2 separate regions of the Sus scrofa genome follow, and region 2 is linked to region 1. The links are chromatin contacts, called in public HiChIP or PLAC-seq maps. All regions are on one chromosome and are shown on one strand. Each heading gives the region's core, a stretch centred on a gene start, on an enhancer-like site or on the middle of the called end of the contact. The rest is flanking DNA. Distances are from core to core; before and after follow the strand shown. Region 1 overlaps LOXL4 (lysyl oxidase homolog 4). Region 2 has its middle 46 kb from the start of LOXL4.

The links. HiChIP or PLAC-seq counts read pairs in DNA pulled down with a chosen protein or histone mark.
Region 2: a contact with region 1 is called in an H3K27ac HiChIP or PLAC-seq map of skeletal muscle. The contact joins two enhancer-like sites. A contact is called at or near these places in 5 of 47 Hi-C or Micro-C datasets (embryonic fibroblasts, heart right ventricle, skeletal muscle and 1 more) and 1 of 2 datasets of contacts at active chromatin or transcription factors (skeletal muscle).

Annotation. Positions count from the first base shown.
Region 1 is chr14:109,569,708-109,572,696 of Sscrofa11.1, reverse strand. LOXL4 (lysyl oxidase homolog 4) reads left to right here. Exons shown (of 15, transcript XM_021074444.1): 15 at 1-755. Among named protein-coding and RNA genes, the nearest start is that of LOXL4, 22 kb to the left of the region's middle. Within about 2 kb of position 1,441, at least 7 of the 83 cell types and tissues checked have an H3K27ac peak or open chromatin away from gene starts, as enhancers often do. A contact at or near this core is called in skeletal muscle, where this site is marked.
Region 2 is chr14:109,637,552-109,640,540 of Sscrofa11.1, reverse strand. No RefSeq gene overlaps it. Among named protein-coding and RNA genes, the nearest start is that of LOXL4, 46 kb to the right of the region's middle. Within about 2 kb of position 1,545, at least 43 of the 83 cell types and tissues checked have an H3K27ac peak or open chromatin away from gene starts, as enhancers often do. A contact at or near this core is called in skeletal muscle, where this site is marked.

The DNA of each region.
Region 1 (2,989 bases), core at 192-2,691:
TTTATGTCAAAGTCACAACTGGCAGAGAAGCTGGTGAATTCAGTCCCTTGCTTGATCTGTCCTCATTTAGAACTCAGCTGTCATATTCTCTACGAGTCTTTAGTGCCCTTACCTTCTCCTCCTGCACACATAGGTGTCTGTAATACCCCTGGAAGCTTAGGCCTCAGGCATCCCCTAATGGGCCCAAACCAGCAGTTACTGAGTGCCTGAGAAAGGACACGATCCACAGAAGTTGCCAGATAGGGCCTTCCTCCAGAACAGCAAGAGGAGGCCAAGCAGAAAGACCGCTGGGCTAATGTGGACCCTAGCCACTGCCAGGGCCTCTGCCAAGGGAAGATATGTGCCAGAAACCAGCAGGCAAGATCACTGTGCATCTCAGGACTAGTCTAAATGTCAGGTCCCCCAAGTTTATAGCGTGTATTTTATATTGAATAAATTTTTGCAGCAGAAAGAACATGGGTCAAATAGGCCACTCATCTTTGCAGGAAAAAGAGGACAGGTCTGGTAGAGTCGGGGGCAGGAGACTACGAAGAAGTCAGAGGGGGAGCATTTAATTTAGTTAAGGACTAAAGCTAGGAAAGGCCACCATTCCTGCTTGAGGTGGCTGTGATAGGCCCTTGCTCAGTGGGATCGAATCCCATGGTCATCTCAGACATAAGCCTTCATCTTTCTCCACTTCGACACACATGGGGATAATCCTCACAGGTTTGACGCCCTAATGCCAATAAAGACCGCTCACTGTGGACTGCTACAAAGACGAGACTGGCTGTGATCCTTTGCAGTGCCCGGCACACTGGCTCTACCCGCTTTCCACTCCCACTGGCCTGGTGACTCAGACGTGTGGGGCACACATACCACTCACAGCAACCCCACTACATTCTCTGATAGTAGCCTCCAGGCTGCTGCTGCCCAATCCCTTCGCCAGGCTCCACAGTGAAATGTGGGTTGGAAAGGTTAAGGGAAGAAAAGGAGGAGGAAAGAAGGAAGCGTCCAAAGATGGTAACATTTTACAACCAAAGCTGCAAGGCCAAAATGAATGGCGGGAGATGCAGCAGAATTAAAATAGTCCTCCGTCCCCACACCTGAGGGCTACCCTCCCTAGGGAGTAAAAAGGGACCCGCTCTGGGGTATCCTCTGGGACTGCAAAGAAGTGCTTTCTTCCTTCTGCTCCTCTACCTTCCCTCTCTTCTCAGCGCCCTCATCTCCTTCAGGAGGCAGAGGGAGCACTATATTTTGGCGTGGCAGTGTAGGTAAACAAGGGAAGGACTGACTTCCTCTTGGATCCAGCAAACACCTCCCAAACAGTAACAACATTATACTCGCACATGCAGCTAATGGTCTGTGAAAGGCTGCGTAGCTGGCGGGGAGCGCGTGGTGACTGATGACTAGCTTCAGGCAGGAAGGCTACCCCCAGCTTCTTGCTGGATCCAGTTTCCAAGAGGGCCAGAAAAAGCAGGCCAGGCAGCCAGCCACCGGCCCTGGTCTCAGTCTGGCTGCCCACATCAGACGTTTGATAGGTGCAGCCAGTTCTAATTCTTGGAAAAAGCTATACAAGGGTTGTGCTGTTACACCTCCAGGTTGAAAGGAAAGGACATGGGAAGATGTGGCTGGCCTGACTCGTAACTAGCTACGGAATGTTAACAGAATACCAACCACCGAATTCCAGACAGAACCAAAAATGTCGAAAGATTTTCACCTCAGCATTCTTCAGTCTCAGAGAAACTGAAGGGCCTAAGGTTCCAGTCAGAGGCCTCATTTATTTCTATTCCACAAAGACTTCTACTTCATAAGGAGCACACGGGAACTCAAGGGCAGTGTGTCTTCCTATGATCAATTCCCGGTGATACTGGGATTCATCCAGGAGGCAACATACACGCACAGCACAAAGCTGTCTTCTTGAACATCTAACGAAGGAGCCAGTGGCAGCTCCGGGGTGCTCTCCAGGGAACTTGGCTTGTGAAGGCGCGGTTTAGATACAGCCAAGGGACAGGTTCCCAGGTGGACAAGCTCCGCACCCTCCACAGTGGGCTAGGGCAGTCCTCTCCCCGCCAGCCAGTATACTGCATCAGTGCCGGCTACTGGAAAAATAAAACAGCACATCCTCTACTAGTGGCAGAAGCAGCACCACCACTAGCCACCGAGAACAAAGCATTAAAAGGAGGACAAAAGTAACTTCCTGCAATGATGAGTAAGTACTGCAGGAAAACTGCGTGATAAACATGGGGCTGTATGTTACCATTAACTACGCCCTTAAAAACCAAAATGTCACCACACAGCGGACGCGCCCTTAAAGGCAAGTGATAGGCCTTGAAGAATCAGAACAGAGCAAAAGCAGACCTTTGAGATACTGTTCAGTATGAAACAGGGCGCCGGGTCCCGGCACTTCCTTTCAGATGAAGCCACGTTGTTTCAGCAGCCCAGCCTCTGTTCTGTAAGACAGCGCGCACAGGCTATACAGCCACAGCCAAAGAGAGGGGCCCTGATCTAAGTAATACTGGGGCAGAGGGTCAAGAGAAGGACTTCATGACTCCCCCACACTTGGAAGGGAGGTACTGAACACGAACAAGGAACAGCTTCAGACCAGATGGAGAATGGGAAGAACACTTGGGAGGATATGCACGAGGGCTCGAAGACTGGAACAGCAGCAGGGATAGTTGGGTCAGGATTCGGCCCCAAGGCCAGTGTCATCTGACGAACCCTTGGACAGAGCCCCAGGCCACCATGTTCTAGGCAGTGCTAATAATCCATCACTGTCATGGGCACGAACTCATACAAAAATGAAGCTGTTGCCCTCGCTGAAAGCACTAGAGGACACTATTTCTTCCTACCTCAGCATCTTAAGGTCTAGCACTACCTTTTCCTCAGTGTACAACCACTTTCCAAAAACACAGAGAACACAGATGCGAGATGGCTCCAGCCCAAGCTGACGTTCTAGATTGTCCCTGTCTTTTAGGAAATCTCTCATGGCCCAAAGGTGTTTGTTTTACTC
Region 2 (2,989 bases), core at 296-2,795, 68 kb before region 1:
GGCCTGCCACACAGCAGGCGTTTCATACAATGTGGTCAAAGGAGCTAGTGGGGAAATGAGTGAACACTGGCTTCTGGCCTCCCCTGCTTTTTGCTCAGGCACAGCCTCCGCGAGCACCCGTCCCCAGCTCCATCAGCTCTGCATGGTGGGTGACTCTGCAGCCCAGGCTTCCAACCATGTCTCGGATCTGGGCGCCCTGATCTCTGCAGCAAAACCCTGGGCCTGGGCCTTCTGTCGTGCCATGAGGCACCAGCGAGAGTGTGTGACTGTCGGGGACAAGAGCCGGTCAGGGCTCTCCACAGTGAAATGTCCAGAGGATGCAGGAAAAAGAAACTTCAATTTTCTGCTGCCACTCTTGTGGGTGTGGCTTCACAGGTGGAAGGCAAGTGATTTGGTTCACCCCCCTCTTCCTCTTCCTTCTCCTCCTTGCCCCTCCCCCTCCCTCTCCCCCCATCCCCTATCCCCTCCCCCCCCCCGGGTCTGGGCTGCCAAGCAAAGAGGCATAAAGTCAGGGTGAGCAGAGGCCAGGTCTCCTGAATGTCCCATAGAGAAGGACACATCTTGCCTGGATCTTCAAGGACTCAGAGCCTCAGAGAGCAGAGGGCTTCTAAGGGTGACCAAGATGTAGAGAGACAGACAGGGTGGGCTCTGGAGCCAGGCAGGCCTGCTGCTTCCTCCTAGCTGGTGGCCTTGGACAAGTCTCTAAATTCCCTCATCGGTCAATGCAGGACAGTAAGACCTACCTTAATTGTGCAGATTAATGAAGTATCAATACGTGAAGGGCCCCACCTGGTTCTCTCCAGGTCGGGTTAGCAACAGGCTGGGCTTTCCCCTTGGGTCCGTCAGTGGGTCTGAAACAGCAGCTTTATACAGAGTGGTGGTTAGACGCACAGGCCCTGGAGCCGGCATCCTGGTTTGGGCTCAAGAGCTAAAGCGCTCCATCCACGTGACTGCATAGGTTTCCTCTGCGCCTCCGTCTTCCCAGCTGCAAACCGGGAGTTCCGTGCTCCTTTTCGCAGCTGTTGTGAGGATTCAACAAGACAAAGGGCTTGCTCGACGTTCCTATAACCAGTTACCGCCCAGCAGCGTAAGAGGCAGTGCCCCCCACCTCGTCAGCAGGAAGTAGGGAAGTACTGTCACCTGCAGGGCCCGAGTGAAAAGGCCCCCCCCTCCCTGCTCCTCACTCTGGGGTGCCCGATCCAAAAAAATGAGAAACAAGTATGATAGCCCTTAACCCTCAGATCCCTGCCCCCCACACCCAAAGAGAGGCCCCGGCAAAGATTCAGGAACTGAAGTCTGGGGCTCTGCACAGACACCCCTGGATGAGAACCCCAGCTTCATGAAACGAAATCTTAAGCTAGTGACGTAACCTCTCTGAGTCTCAGTTTCCTCACCTGTAAAATGGGAATATCTCTTAGGGCTCTTGTGAGGCTTAAATGAGATCACGCACGTAACTCATTTAGAACAGACCCTGGCAAATAGTGAGCACTCAGTCAAGCTTAGCTTTTATTTTCTACGGTTCAGCACTTTACAGTTTGTAAAACATTTCCACATACATTCTCTCTTCTTGGCAATCCAGGCATAATGACAGACACCTGGGGTGGGGGCCCTTCAAGGCTACCCATGCCAGGGTAGGGATAATCCCGGTTGGACAGAAGAACCCCAGGCTCAGGAAGATCACACGACAGGCCCAAGGCAGGGCCAAGCCTGCAGGACCCCCGGAGGACAGCCCCTTTCCCCAGTGCCAGGCTAGGTCCCCACCCGGGGAAACATGGCACCACACCCATGAAGGCACTTAATTCTGGTACATCCCTAGGCAGCTACGTCACGTCTTTGCCTGGGCTCTGCTGAGTAAACAGCTCTGCTACGTGTCATCCCCGAGAAGAGGCCACTGTTACAAGGCCAAGGGTGTTGACCTGCTGGAAACAGTTGCCCGCCTATTTTTATCCTGCAAATAAATGCTTGGATTCTGGCCAGAGGCAGAGTGACCTCAATATAGATGAGAGTGGAGCCCTGTGGACGAACCCCCCCCTCCCCCGCAGCTGGAGGCAGATGGCTCCTCCTTAGTTGTTTTGCAACATGTTCTCCTGATTCAAATGCAGGCTGCGTCAGTCCCCTGTGGGGATACGTTATGAAAGCTGTGGCCGAACTGTGTTCCCCAAACACTTGTTTGCTGACCCAAGAGATCCCTTTAGCTAAAAGCCTCAAAGCCCTGAGTAATCCCTCAATTTCAAAAGACATCCTTTTAAGAAGGCAGCCAAGGCTGCACCCAAGCCTCAGCAGACACATATGCTGCAAAGAGAAAAGACTGATAGCCCCCAAAGATGGAAACTTCTGGTTTATTTTAAAAGAAGAGAACACATTCATTCTCCTCTCAGCCCCACCTTGAAGCTGCCGCAGGTGTCCCGCGATGTGTTCCATGGAATATTCTGAGGACGTTAATAAATAATTCACCAGAGGCATCGGAGCGGGGGGCTCCGTTGCCAAACAGGTTTGGGAAATTCTGGACTAAAGAAAGTTAAATCCATGTCCTTCCTTCTCAAGCCTTTGAAAATGCTGATGGGGATGAGCTGCAAGAGAAAGATCCAGAACGCCATGCTCCCCAAACACCTTTGAAGACCCTCACCCGAGGACTCTGCTCCCTCTGTCCCCCTCCCGAGACCTGCCGTATTCATCTTTGCTTCCTCAAAGCGCCTGGCACAGCAGCGGGCCCACAGTAGCTGTAATAAAAGTTTGTTGAATTGAATTGACTCCTAAAGCCCTTTAATTCTAAAGCTGTTTGTCAGCAGCTTTCCAAGGACGCTGTCCTTGGAATTCCTGAAACAGATTTGAATGCTCTCAAGTGTCTCTGATTTCTTGGAACACTTTCTACTTTTGCCTCAATTAAATACAGTTTAGATTAAACACAGCCAGGATGTTGCTGGTTTCCGAGAACTCCTCTCTGAGATATCAACCCCTTAATTTTATTTATTTATTTATTTATTTAAGT